Regions from separate parts of the Sus scrofa genome. Here region 2 is linked to region 1. Evidence: chromatin contacts called from public Hi-C data. All regions are on one chromosome and are shown on one strand. Each heading gives the region's core, a stretch centred on a gene start, on an enhancer-like site or on the middle of the called end of the contact. The rest is flanking DNA. Distances are from core to core; before and after follow the strand shown. Region 1 has its middle 38 kb from the start of TTR. Region 2 overlaps LOC106510687 (a long non-coding RNA gene).

What was found. Hi-C and Micro-C count contacts between places; a contact is called where the count stands out from the background.
Region 2: a contact with region 1 is called in a Hi-C map of liver, with 2.1 times the contacts expected there. The contact joins two enhancer-like sites. A contact is called at or near these places in 2 of 47 Hi-C or Micro-C datasets (liver and skeletal muscle).

The regions. Positions count from the first base shown.
Region 1 is chr6:115,456,760-115,460,513 of Sscrofa11.1, reverse strand. No RefSeq gene overlaps it. Among named protein-coding and RNA genes, the nearest start is that of TTR, 38 kb to the left of the region's middle. Within about 2 kb of position 1,278, at least 5 of the 83 cell types and tissues checked have an H3K27ac peak or open chromatin away from gene starts, as enhancers often do. A contact at or near this core is called in liver, where this site is marked.
Region 2 is chr6:115,828,941-115,832,539 of Sscrofa11.1, reverse strand. The region is part of intron 3 of LOC106510687 (a long non-coding RNA gene); the gene reads left to right. Among named protein-coding and RNA genes, the nearest start is that of RNF125, 27 kb to the left of the region's middle. Within about 2 kb of position 2,164, at least 10 of the 83 cell types and tissues checked have an H3K27ac peak or open chromatin away from gene starts, as enhancers often do. A contact at or near this core is called in liver, where this site is marked.

The sequences.
Region 1 (3,754 bases), core at 29-2,528:
ACGTTCATGGACCTTCCTGTTGGATGGGAACGGTACACCCAGTGCCTAAACAATCACCAGTCTCAAAACCACTCGTTTGACCATTTAACCATTACATCTGTCCCTCATGCTAATGAGCAAATCTTCCAGTGTGGATTTTGGAAATGACATTTGAAGGGCTAAGTAATCCGAGTGGGCATTTCTGATTAAAAATCTTCAAACACTGACGTTCTTTTTGTGGCTCAGTGGGTTAAGAACCTGACTAGTATCCATGAGGCTGTGGGTTCAATCCCTGGCCTTGCTCAGTGGGTTAAGTATCCTGCGGTGTAGGTCACAGATGCAGCTCGGATCTAGCATTGCTGTGGCTGTGGTGTAGGCTGGCAGCTGTAGCTTCCATTCAACCCCTAGCTCAGGAACTTCTATATGCCACAGGTATGGCCCCAAAAAGAGAAGAAAAGAAAAAAAAAAAAGAATTCTTCAAACACCAACCACTCCCAGGAAACAAATTAGAATTAACATGTACACATGTTTATCACACATCTTACAATGAAGTGGTTTTGAAATGAATTATCTCGCAGACATCACAATAGAAGTCATAACGAAGAAGCAGATCACCATACGTTAAGGTCTTTATATAAATATTTTTTAAAACTAGAAGGGAAGAAGGAAATAATTTGCATGGACCTAAATTTAGACTACAAAAGAAAGCAGGAAAGGCCACTGAGCTAAGTACAAAAGCCTCAGAAGCAAGTAAGCAAAAAACACTCCTTACGTTCCCGTCGCGTGGCTCAGTGGAAACGAGTCCGACTAGGAAGCATCAGGTTTCGGGTTCGATCCCTGGCTTCACCCATTGGGTTAAGTCTCTGGTGTTGCCATGAGCTGTGGTGTAGGTCGAAGATGTGGCTCGGATCCTGAGTTGCTGTGGCTGTGGTGTAGGCCAGCGGCTACAGCTCCAATTGGGCCCCTAGCCTGGGAACTTCCATATGCCGGGGGGTGTGGCCCTAAAAAGCAAAACAAAAACAAAAACAAAAATACACTCCTTAGAATTAGTTCCACAGGCAAGAATGATCAGTCTTCCCCTCGCTTAGTGGAAGAGTTGTTTGTGGAGTTCGGGTTGCAGAGCCTCTGAGGAAACAGAAAAGCTGTGTGAAGCCTGCATCCAAGGCCACCTAGCTGGGGTGTTGGCTGCCATCGATGATCTTAGACCCTTCCTTTGGAAATTGTACAACCACATACATGCTTTGGTGTTATTGCCTCTGGTTGTGGCTAAAGGCTCCATAGCGACTCTGCAGTCTCTTCATTCAGGCTACTTTCAACTCAGGTTTACATTGTGTTACGGTTTCCAGCAATTTGTGTTAATTATTCACCAAAGAGTTGTTTGAGGAAATGCATGACTTTCATGGGAAAAAATAGTACAGATTTTCAAGCCAAGTCTGTTTGTTTACTAGGTGTTACGGGCTGAGTTCTGTTCCCTCAAAGTTCATCTGTTGAAATCCCAACTCCTATTACCTTGGAAGGTGACAATATTTGGAACTAAAGTGTTTTTTTGCTTTTGCCTTTTTTTCAGGGCCGCATGCACAACATATGGAGATTCCCAGGCTAGGGGTTGAATCAGAGCTATAGCTGCTGGCCTACACCACAGCCACAGCAACATGGGATCGGAGCAGCATCCTACACCACAGCTCAGGGCAACACTGGATCCTTAACCCACCGGGTGAGGCAAGGGATTGAACCCACATCCTCATGGATACTAGTTGGGTTCGTTAACCACTGAGCCCTGATGGGAACCACTGGAGCTAAAGTCTTTACAGAGGTAGTTAAGTTAAAATAAGGTCATGGGGCTGGGCCCTAATTCACCATGACTGGCATCCTTATAAGAAGGGGAAATATGGATGTAGACACATACAGAGGGAGAGGCAGGTGAAGATAAGGGAGAAGAGGGCCGTTGACAAGCCAAGGAAGGAGGCCTGGGAAGAAACCAACCCTGCTGACACCTTGACATCAGGCTTCTGGCCTCTAGATGTATGAAAAAATAAAGGTCTGTTGTTTAAACCCCCAGTCTGAGAGCTTTGTCATGGCAACCCAAGCAGACTAACACAACAGAATTTTTTATTTTATTTTTAATTTTTTTTTTTTTTTTTTTTTTTTTTTTTTGCTTTTTATGGCCATGCTCGTGGCATATGGAGTTTCTCAGGCTAAGGGTGGAATCAGAGCTGCAGCTGCCAGCCTACACCATAGCCACAGCAATGTGGGATCCAACCTGCACACAGCAACGCTGGATCCTTAACCCACTGAGCGAGGCCAGGGATTGGACTTGCATCCTCATGGATTCTAGTCAGATTTATTGCCAATAAGCCACGATGGGAACTCCCAACAGAATTTTTTAAAGGGGGTTTTTATGACTTTAAACATGAGCCATTGTTTAGCAGCTGAATGTCAGTGAGTGTCCCCAGGGAAGCAGATGAAAGTGAGGAAGGTTTAATGGATCGAATGCAAAAGGTGAGGCAGATGGGAGAATCCGAATAGGATGGTCTAGGATCCCAAGTTGGGCAATGTTTGAGGAGGGGACAGTCAACACCCACAGGCCTCCAGGTGCAGAGGGAGGAAGAGTGGGTTCTCAACTCAGAAATGGTGTTGCTGTGTGGAGCGAGATGCCTAGAAAGTGCTGGAAGAAGGAGACGGGAGGAAATGCCCTGACTTTATTTCTCTCTTTCTTGCAACCTCAGCCAATGCCTCCCAGTGGCCAAGTCAAGGCCAGATGACAAGGATGTCTGGGGAAGCAGCCATAGATTAGAGCCAGTGAGAAAGGGCAGAGAGTGACATGAAGGGGACATGGGGAATCTTCGGCCCACGGCTATCTGGATTTGTAAGAGGTACACATCACCCCTCATCTCATTTTCTCAACTTGGCTCATGGATTGGTGGAGCCTCTGTAGCTCGTCTATTTCCACTCACAAATGGGCTTGATAGAGTTTCAGAATACTCACGCCAATAATGCATGAGAGCCAACGGGGCGTATCAAGGTCAGTGACACAGCAAGATCCACAAAGAAAGTCCAAGGTTTATGTACATTGTGGAGTAGTAGAATATTTGAAGGTAAACTACAAGAAATTAAAGATGCATACTGTAATTTCTAGAGCTATGCTGTAAAACCAACCAACCAACCAAACAAACAAATATAAAACAAACTTTCCACAATGATAGAGACGGTCTGTTTGTGCTTTTCAGTTGATGGCTGCTCACCGCATAGAATGTAGCCCTAGAATCTCAAGGGCAAGTTGAAATCTTAAAAAAGAGAAAAAAACAGAATTTTTCCTGGCGCAAAAAGAGAAACTTTCCCTCCCTTTATCCCTTCCTCTACTTTGGAAAACTTGTAACTGTTAATTCTTTCTCTATCCCTTTCAGATGGTGTATCCATCTTTTTAAAACTAAATGCGTCTTTTGCCAGCTTTACAAGCAGGGATGTCTTAAGGACGTCTTAAGGACATAGGAACCATCTCTTTCAAGCTCAAAGAAGAAAGCACTTGTAGCTCCCCCTTTCCATGAGTGGCTAGCTCCAAATCTTTCACTAGCCACCTGTTGTAGATACTAGAAATTTTATTTCTTTGGATAAAGCAATCAACAAACACAATGGCCACGTCAATTACCAGGTGAATTTAAGATGAGTCATGTAAGAAAGCCATGCTGACAAGTCCTGTTTGTGGACAAGTTGTTGTTTCTCTTGTCAACAGGCATGTAATTGGTTGTGTCTGACTTGCTACTTAAAGAGATGAGAT
Region 2 (3,599 bases), core at 915-3,414, 370 kb before region 1:
TAGGTCAGTGGCTACAGCTCTGATTGGACCCCTAGCTTGGGAACCTCCATATGCCATGGGTGCAGCCCCCCCAAAAAAAAAAAAAAAAAAAAGAAAAAGAAAGAAAAAAGAAATGAGGTAGTGTTGATGGAGTACTGAGTGCAGGGAAGACACGCAAGAGGAGTATGTTTTTTCCTTTACAGATATATGTGGGTTTAAGCTCTCTCTGACTTCCTGACTGAGTGACTTGAAACAAGTTGTTAAAACCTTCTGAACATCAGTATCCTCCTTAGTAAACCATGGATACTGATAATTATTTCATAGATTTATTTGGAGAGATCAGTATCCATATGTGAAAATGCCTGACAAGTAACAAGGAATAAATGGCAAGTCCTACATCTTTCGTGAATTTTCTTCCATCTTCCCAACCTGAAGTGGTTACTCTTTCTCTGAACTGTCATAAAAATTACAGCCAAAGATATGTACATATACACAATGGAATACTATTCAGGCATAAAAAAGAAGGAAATAATACCATTTGCAGCCACATGGATACAATTAGAGATTCTCATACCAAGTGAAGTAAGTCAGAAAGAGAAAGAAAAATACAGTATGATATCATTTATATGTGGAATTTAAAATATGGCACAAATGAAACTATCTACAAAACAGAAACAGGCTCATAGACAGAGAGCAGACTTGTGGTTGCCAAGGTGGAGAGGGGGTAGAGTGAAATGGACTGGGAGTCTGGGGTTAGTGGGTGAAAATTATTACATTTATTTTTATTTTTAATTTTTTTGTCTTTTTAGGGCCACACCCACAGCATATGGAAGTTCCCAGACTAGGGGTTGAATTGGAGCTGTAGCTGTTGGCCTACACCACAGCAACAGCAACGCCACATCAGAGTTGCACCTGTGACCTACACCACAGCTCACCACAATTCCAGCTCAGGGATAGTACCTGCATCCTCATGGATACTAGTTGGGTTCGTTACTCCTGGGCTGTGACAGGAACTCTGCAAACTTACATTTAGAATGGATGGACAATAGGATCCTGCTGTATAGCACAGGGAACTGTGTCCAATATCTTGGGATAGAACGTGATGGGGGATGATATGAGGAAAAGAATGTATTATATATATGACTGGGTCACTTTGCTGTACAGCAGAAATTGACATAACATTGTAAATCAATTATATATAAAAAAAAATCACAGCTAACACAGTTTGTTTGACAATTAACCAGGCCCATGTTGTGATAATGATTCTGTTGCTGTCTTGGATTACTATTTAAAACTGGTAACTATTTTAAAAGACTCATAACTATTTAACTTCCAATTAGATTATAAGTAATTTGAAATCTCTGCCTTATATGGCCCAGTGCCTTGCCCATGTATTTGGAAAGGATCCTTCTTGCATTTGGTAGGATTGCAGGAGTCATTGTGAATAAGGACAAAGAACCTTACTGCCATTCTGCTGTGGATGTCACTGATATTGACTCTGAGATTCCCAGCAATTGCAAGGGAAGCCTTCTTGCCATCCTCCTACCACAAGTGGTCCTGGGTCACAGTTCCTATTTCCTACTTCCTCCCTCTTGCCTTAATTTGCAAAGATGGCTTCTGCCTTGGTTCCTGGTGCAAAAGTTGTTTTCCTGGTATTCCAAGCATCCCCTTCCAAGAATGACATAATTATTCGTCTGAAGCAGGACCCTACTGAGGATGCAAGGGGATGCTATGTATACTTATATCAAGGTCACAGGCATTAGTCAGTACTGCACAGGCTAGTTATCCGTACTTCGCCTGGTGCTGGATCTTTGCCTGGCATTTTCCTGTCTTCTCATTGACCACCAAAAACCTGTCCTTGAAACCCAGGCAGGCTGGGAGTGGAGGTCGCAACAGATCTCCCAGACACAGATTGCCTTGACCTGAGAACACTGTCCTTTGCCCTCCTGGCTGGACTTCTGTTGTCAGCTGAGTCAGACCCTCCCACCCGCTTCCTAGGGGAGTGAGTTTGGCCAAGTCTCAAGACTAATGCCTGTTTTACTCTGAGAAAAGAGTCATGCTTCCTGTGATAGGGCAAGTGCTGCTGTTAATCCAATTAACTGGTTAAAGTACAAACAGTCCTCAAATAGGGGCAAATAGACACAATGAGCTTTGCACTGACTGGTCTCTGCCAATTCCGCTTGTGCTGTAATCTACAGCACTCCCAGCTCTGCACAAAGTAGGTCATTGGGTCAGAGTGCTTTGGGGAGTTCCAGCAACCACAGTGTCACCTTGGCTGTGACTCCCAAGCAGCTACCCTCCTCTCCAGCTTTCCTCCGGTGGTCTCTCCATCTCCCTGCTAAGTCAAGGACTTGAGTTTCTCTTTCTTAAGGTTTTAGGCACCACTTGACTCTAAAATACTTTCCAAGACACTGTTGTCTATCATTATAATTTCTCCTTTAATTAAAAGCACTTTCCTTGAGGCAGAGCTTCCGTGCCTGCCCACTTGCACCTCTCACAAGCGTCCTATCTTAATAAATCTATTTACTGCCTATCACTTTGTCTCTTGCTGAATTCCTTCTGCAAGGAGACATGAAGACCTGAACCTCAGTGAGTCAAGACACAGGGTGCTATGCTTTATTCCCAGCTTGCAGCCAGTCCAACTCTCACCCATCGTGGATGCTGCTGGGGGCACCTTCTGTTGGCAATTTCTCAGGCACTAATACCTAGTTGGAAGACTACCTTGGAAGGGATAACATCTAAAATAGTAAGTGCAAATTTTGACAAAATTGAGTGGTAGATTTTGACCTAAGAGTGGAATTTGGATAATATAGGAGTTAGAGAAATCACCTTGGGGTTGGGTCTGAAATGGATCTGGCTGCACCAACACCAACCACCCTTGAGGTGGGAGCCCCTCCTCCAGCTGAGGCTATTGACAGAGATGGGGATGAAAAGAGGTTCCTTGCACATTTGGAAACCTTTTCTTTATATCAGGAATTGCCCAAGAGGCCCATACTTAGCCCAGCTAGCACTCCCATTGGTTTAAATTACCAATCTACTGCCCCTACGGTTTTGCCTGAGAGAAGTTCCTGAAGGAAATCAGGGAACTATTAGAATTCATGTACCTTTCTCAATGTCTAATGTAAGTATGGCAGAGGAACAGGTTAGGGTTTTTCTGTGGATACTGAATGCTTTACAAAGGGGTTTACCTGACTAGTGAGATCTTTTGCTCTCAGATGGGGGGATTTTCAGATCTTACTGCTGCAGCCCTGAGAAAAAAGTGTATAATACTGGTGGCCAGAGCCCATGCAGACCAACTGGCACCCCAGGCCCGACGGGGCCATGTAGTGCACTGTGTGGGGAATGATGCTGTTCCTGAGGCAGATCCACAATGGAACTACCACGCGAATTCTATTGATAGAGATAGATGGGATCATATGATTAACTGTTTAATAGAGGCTACGAAGAAACTTACATTAAAACCTGTAAATTACGAGAAGTTGAGAGAGGTCCAACAGAGACAGGATGAAAATCCTGCAGTCTTCCAAGGGAGACTAGTAGAGGCTTTTAGGAAGTATACAAATGTGGATCCCTCCTCCCCCGAGGGACAGGCCCTTTTGGCTATGCATTGCATAGCCCGG